Linked DNA regions of Larimichthys crocea: region 2 is linked to region 1. A link is a contact called in public Hi-C data. All regions are on one chromosome and are shown on one strand. Each heading gives the region's core, a stretch centred on a gene start, on an enhancer-like site or on the middle of the called end of the contact. The rest is flanking DNA. Distances are from core to core; before and after follow the strand shown. Region 1 holds the start of gdf3 (growth differentiation factor 3). Region 2 holds the start of creb1b (cAMP responsive element binding protein 1b).

What was found. A called contact is a pair of places that touch in the nucleus more often than the background predicts.
Region 2: a Hi-C map of muscle shows a contact between it and region 1, with 10 times the contacts expected there. The contact joins the promoter of creb1b here to the promoter of gdf3 in region 1. A contact is called at or near these places in 5 of 7 Hi-C or Micro-C datasets (all in muscle).

The regions. Positions count from the first base shown.
Region 1 is chrI:23,961,377-23,964,803 of L_crocea_2.0, forward strand. It overlaps gdf3 (growth differentiation factor 3), which reads left to right and starts at 1,830. Exons shown (of 2, transcript XM_019263909.2): 1 at 1,830-2,184; 2 at 3,406-3,427. The coding sequence starts at 1,890. trappc10 (trafficking protein particle complex subunit 10) reads left to right here. Exons shown (of 23, transcript XM_019263917.2): 23 at 1-952.
Region 2 is chrI:24,204,526-24,207,952 of L_crocea_2.0, forward strand. creb1b (cAMP responsive element binding protein 1b) reads left to right here and starts at 1,940. Exons shown (of 7, transcript XM_027284642.1): 1 at 1,940-2,282.

The sequences.
Region 1 (3,427 bases), core at 580-3,079:
TCGTTTGCAGTTGCCGCATTTGTTACAATTCGAGTTTTCTTCACACCAGAGGGAATATATTTGGTATCAGCAGGATAGAGGAAGTCTATAGATGTCCAGCATCTGGACAGTTGTAACATCATCATGTGAAAAGATTCCAAAAAAAAGAAAATTCTGTCACTTTTAAACTGACACTGCTAGTACAAGTTTAAACTTGTTAAGATACGATAAGAACACTAGATCCAACACTGATTTGATTGTTTGTTTTTCTGATAATTCTCCAAAATTCACAATCGATATCCTGTTGTCAGGTTTTATTTGGAACTGGAAGATCTAAAAACAGTTTTTGCTCCATTGGGACAGAAACAAGTTTGATTCTGAGTACATGTGGTGACTCTTGTGAAACTAAAACAGCGACTTGTGTGTCTGACTCGGACGCAAACATCAGCACAAAATCTTCAAATCTAAAAGCATTAAAGACGTGAGAGGCTCAGAGTAGCGGTGTGTATCTGTAGTTCTGTGTATGTGTGAGTGTGTGTGTGTGTGAGAGAGTGTGTGAGTGTGTGAGATCAGGTGAGACTTTTAAACAAGGATCAACCAGTGCACATTATTGTCTATCTATTGTCTTACCTATCAGTGGATTGTTCATATACAGTGTGTGTATATTTATTCTGTCTGAGTGTGTGTGTGTGTGTGTTTGATTGGGGTGTGTGTGCGTCGCCAAAATCCGTGTCCGAGCTATGCACACATACCGACAGGTGTTGAATAGATGAATGAAATATTTCTTCATTCGTTTATTTGAAAGGATGAATGTTCTTCTGCTCTCCTTCCTCCCTCCCCCGGCGCACACACACACAGTGTAACTACAGCCTCCTGCTCCTCTTTGACCACTGTACATACTGATCTGTAAATACTGAGTCAAATCAAAATCATCTTTGATTGCCAACTATATTAAAAAATCATTGGAACTGACTTCCTGTGTGCTGTTTGGATGTCTCCTCACACATCTGATCATTCAACAAGAGCTTTCTAAGACTGATCTGGCTCTGTCAGACCTCCAGTTCGTCCCAAAGGTGTGTCATGTCTGGAGCTTCAAGTTCACGTTCAGCTAAACTATAAACTTTCCATGTGCAGTGTTAGTGTTGTGTGGTATGAGAAGGATTCAGGCTTAAAAACTAACTCTTTTAGTTGTTATGAAGACAACTCTGATCAACTCTGCAGAGACTGAGCTGAGATACTAAAATGTGTTTCTCCCAGCAGATGAGGGTCAGGCCCTCTGAGGGGTTCCAAGATAAATGATATGACATCTATTTTTTTGCTTTTTCTTACTGCCTCTGACATCCTCTGAACAGGATCTTTGGTTGAAGTCAAGCGTCCGTCACAAGCTGCTGTCTTCTTTGTTATTTCCAGCTACACTGTAGTTTGGTTGCGGATGGCAGACGTGAAAGACTAATTATTTTATTTATTGATTTGATAGCTACAGAGGGAGACAGTCTTATTTTCTTTTTTTATTCTTCACAAAGTGGTTTCAGTTTCTAATTTCTGTATTTGGATGGGTCAGAGAGGTGAGACAAAGAGTAACTCAAAGTTCAAAATAATTCATCTAGATGTCAAAAGCATTTATATTTTATATTTTTAATAGTAATATTTGTTGTTTTGAGCACCAACAACTTTAATGGTGTTCCACAGTGTTAGAACTGGATCACCGCAGAACTTTTTGTGTTTGGGGTCTTTGATTCATTTGTTTAATGATTTCTGTGGAGCTGATCTGAGACCCGTCTCTCTGTCTCCCCGCCCCTCTCACCTTATCTGTCTGTCTGCTTGCTCCTCATTAACATAATGAAGCACCTGCACAGCGGGAGGTCTTACAGGTTAAAACAAACGCCTCTGCTCTGTGGGAGCAACCAAACATGAGGAGCATGAGGAGGCCACACGGGACTCTCCTGGCGGTGTTAGCGGTGTGTTTCCTCGGAGTGTGTGCCCTCTCACATGTGGACGAGATGAAGACTCAGGAGCGGCTCTTCCTCAGCTCTCTGGGGCTCTCCGGGCCGCCGCGTCCCAGCCACCAGCCCCGGCGCCGCGTCCCCTCCGCGCTCTGGAGGATGTTCCGGAGGTCAGAGAACATGCAGGCCCAGGAGAGCGACCCCTGCACGGTGTCCGAGTACGGAGTTCGCGGGAACATCATCCGATACGTGCAGGACCAAGGTGGGCAGTGTTTTCATATTCATGTAAAATATAAATAAATAAATAAATAATTTTTTTTATTTATTTATATATAATATTTCCTTTTCAGATTCTCAGTGCTTAAAATCTGCATATTTCATCTTTAAATAATCAATAATTCATTTAGATAATATCAGAGACATACCTAAACATCTGGAGCATGTCCAGGACACCAAACATGAGTTAGTTTTGGTAAAAGTATAATTAATGGCCAACAGCTGAAAGAATTGACATTTTAAACATAAACATCATAAATTCTGTGCTGTAATCACAATAACAATATGACCTAATTACAATGAGATGCTATGATAGTGACTGTGACCCTCGTTTCTAGATCAAATCTGATCATTTTGCTTAAAGACTTGGAGAATTGGAGCTGCAACAAACAAGTCAGAGCGTTGTCATTTTCTAGATTATTAAAGTTCAGAAAGTCTAGCCCATCACAAGATCCAAGAGCATAAAGGGGCTCAGACTCAAAGATAAACCAGTTCATTCAAATCGTAGCCTGGAGATAAAGATTGCATCTTCTTGGTTGTTTGAAATAACTACAGAGTTAACTAACAGAATATCAGAGCTTAGAAAAATGCTGAAAGCCGCTAGATCCCTTTCTCCATGGTGAGAGGAGACAGTTTTGAAGTAAGTAAGATCGACTGAGCTTAAAGAAAGTGATAAATAATAGATTTTTAGATCAACTTCATGATTCTCAGGTAGGTCTTTGTGCACAGCACTAACAATTCTGTATGTTTGGACAATAATGTTGCAAATTTAATTAATTTAGTTTAAGTGTGAAATGTTCTAAAGGAGCCCCCCCCAAAAAATTCCTTGAGTGTTGTGGTTCTGTGCTGCAAAGCTCAGCTCATCCGTGTTCATAAAAGAAAGCAGGTTCAGCCAGAAAAAGTCTAATAATGTCAAAGCTATGCACACAGGTGTGAGATAGAGAGAGTCTACACTGTTATTTACTAGTCCAAGTGTTATTGAGCGACCTGACACAGCAATCAAAGCACATTTTTATCAAGAAAAGCTTCTGACGACGCCGTGAAAGGCTTGTTATTCTGCTGTGTTTGCACTAAATCCTCAAGTAGACGCACTTCAGTAAAATAAAAAGTGCAATAGTAATCATGCAGCTGATCTCCTCTTACATAAAACTCCTCATGAACCCTTGAGAAACTGTCATGTCCTTGTTAAAATGCTGGTGTTTTGCAGGCCGGCTGGTGTCTGGCTGGAG
Region 2 (3,427 bases), core at 690-3,189, 240 kb after region 1:
GATTCTGAGGTTTGACATACATAAAAACCCCACTTCAATTCAAATGGAAACCTTTGTTGAAGTTTTTGTTCTGATTCTTTTTCTAGCTTTTCCAATGAGAGCGTTGTATTGTGGACGTAAACAGACAGAAAATGAACTATTTGAGTACAGTGTATACACATGTTTTTGTTAATGTGGTAATGCTCTTACTATAGTACAAATGTAATGTAGTTTTTTCATCATTGTCAGTTGTATGGTGGAGAATCCTGTTATCAAGGTTTAGTTAAATATCCCCTTTTGAGGCATTTGTTGCTCAAAATTCAATGCAAAATAGCATTAAACTGCTTTGTGCCCCAACTATATATGGTTATGTGGTCAATAATAAAATATTATATAATATAAAATATGTATCTCTTTAAAGAGACATTTTTATGTTTTGTGGCCAGTCTGTGCATTAAAATGGTCTTATGCTTCCCTCTGGTGGTCACAGTGACAACTCCCAGCAGACACTTTGGCTTGTCACTCCATGAAAACAAATGCATGTGTAAGAATGCGGTTGCAAGATGTGTGTGTGTGTAGAGCATGTTCACTTAGTTCATGTCACAGTGATGTACACAAGCCAGATGGTGTCGCAGTAATTTGCAGACAGCAAGAAGGTTCTGGATCTTAAAGGTGTAAGCTGTAATATACAAAGCATACACCTGCAGATAAATGATTTATCTTGTAATCTACAGATCAAGAGCAAGTTCTTCATTCTCTCAAACATCTCCAGCCTTTATAAGAAGAACCTGTAAGCTGTAACTACACTGGTCTAATGAAATAATGGCCATGAAGCATACAGATGTCTTAATATTTTATTTCTCTCTCTCTCTGTCTGTCTGGTTATCAGACACCATGAAAACTTTAAAGAAATATAAACATTTTCATATATACAGCTCCCCAGCAAGTGTCGGCAGACAGAAAAGTGATATCAAATAAAATTACTGAAACGTATTACATTGTACATATTACAACACATAAGCCTTTACATCATACACAATATACACAACTAAAATACAACTACTGTGTGCGCCTCTTGGACCCAATAACAGTATAAAGGATGAACAGAGTATGCGTGACGTCACCCGTAGGTTTCCAAAGTGCTGTTTTGAAGCTCAGAATCTAATCTAATAATAATAATAATAATAATAATAATAAGCTAATCTAAAAATGGGCAAAGACATGGATCATCAGCAGACCTGAGGCGGGCTGAATGATGACTAGTTGTGCAATCAAGCCACCTGTAATGGCACCTACCTGTCAATCAAAGCAGCCATACTGTTAATTCACGTAACTTTAAGCCTTAATATCATTTGAACAGGTGAGTTGTATATAAATTCACCCTCAGTACAGTTGTCATGAACAGGGAAATTATCTATAGAGACCAAAACTGTTTTTTGTACCAGGCTGTAAACATGTTTATTTCTGCTCTGAAGCTGGACATTTGAACATGGGGACTTATGGACACTGACTCATTCTGCAGCCAGTCCTGCAGTTTTTGGCACTTTTGCTTTGGCTTCACTTTACTGCTACTAAGGTTATTGCTTGCTTGGACCACATGCAGAATCAACGTTACAATGGGGCAGCAGGTCTTCTCTCTACATCCATGCTCTCTCCCGCTCACAATGCCACAATTACCACTCAACTAAACTCTGGTCATGTGACCAATTACTCTCTGTATTAAACAAACATAACCTTACAAAAAGGCTTTAAATATTTGAATTAACATTTTTAAAGTAGTACATTTTAATGCATTAGAGAATATTTGTGTTAACAAAGTTATTTATTATATTTTAATCCTTTATGAACTGAAATAAATATGGATTTTATAACACAAAATAATATAAACAACTGCATATAATGGACTATTTCTGGTGTTCTAAGGCCAAACTCCACTCAAAACTAAACTCCACTAAAAATTAAAAAGATGTGTGATTTATCTGTGTGTAGTTGTTAAGGAACAGATTCATGTTGTTATTATAGGCGAATTATTAAAGTGCTTATTGTAAAACGTTGCCAAATGATTTAGGCGCCAAAGACAGTGTCGTGAGGATCCGCTCCTCCTCGGTATTTTCCGCTCTTCTCCGTCCGCACGTCGGTAATTTTCGGCCAGCGTCGCCATCTGCTCTCTCGTCCTTCTCCAATCTCCGTGTTGTTGTTCCCGGTGACGCGGCGGAGGTGTAGCCTGACGCGGGCTCTTACGTGTCGGCCAGAATAAAAGTGGAGCTCCGGAGGCCCGGGAGTGACGAAGGGAGTCTGTACCGGTAAGGACGGAGCGGTGTCCGGGGCTCTGAGAGACAGGACGCGGCTGTAGAAAGTGTCGGTGTGGTCGGGTTCGGCCCGGAGGAAACAAAGAGATCATGGCGCCGCGGTGTGTTTGTATGAGGACGGACGGTGGGAGGGGAGGGGAGGCTGCGGCTGACTGGGACAAGCACGGTGCTGGTGTGTGTGTGAGTGTGTGTGGACCGGGGGACGACACGGTGTGTGTTAACACGTCACAAAGTGTCACAGCACTTTAGCGCCGTTCGCGCGCTCAGCTGTCAAATGCTGCGGTGGTGGACAGAGCTAACCCCGCACACGTTTGCGCCGTTTCTACCCTTAACGGCGCAGTGGGACCATTAGCCGCTATATGTTCATTTATTTCTGTCGCTCACTCGACTTAATTTGGATATTTCCGCTCTCATATCGATTATTCATGAGTGTACACGCCCTCTCATGACCCCGCTTTATCGATAACCGTCTCGGTGCTGTCTGTCATTCATCGGTCCGGACGGTGTCCGCCGTTACAGGCCGCCGTGCTCGGTTGAAAACATGAAGTGAGGCCTGGAGACTGAACACCGCGTGTTATTTCTGCGGTCAGACCGATGTGTTAGCTGGTTGTGGTCTGCTGGGATGTGAGGTGTGTGTGTGTTAAAGAAGAGGGGGGCGTTTCCCGCCATGTGGCTGTGCTGTCACACAGCGAGCTTCCAAGTGATGTTTGAAAAGCAGAGGGAGAAATGTGTAAAGCCAATCATGCGGCGGAGAGACGCTACGCACAGTGTGAGATCACAGTGAACAACAGGTCCCAGATCAGCGCTCAGTGCCCGGCCCCGCACTCTGAACCAGAGTCGGGAGATACTGAGGAGGAGGAGGATGTAGCAGGCAGGTGGAGCAGCCGCACCGACATGCAGCAGCTTCATTAGTTTCTAGTGTTTTTAATTAGACTGCGTGGAACCCCAGAGGTCATCCATCTTCATTACAGTTCAAACATTTCACGCCATTAAAACCAACAAAGATTTCTTATTTTAATTTCTTTTAATTAGTTGATTAAAGGTGTTAAGATAAATGAAGCCTCCTTTTTAATTAATTAATCACCCAGCTTAGTCTCACAGTTCTAATCATGAGCTCGTTTGCTAACAGTGGTTTTATT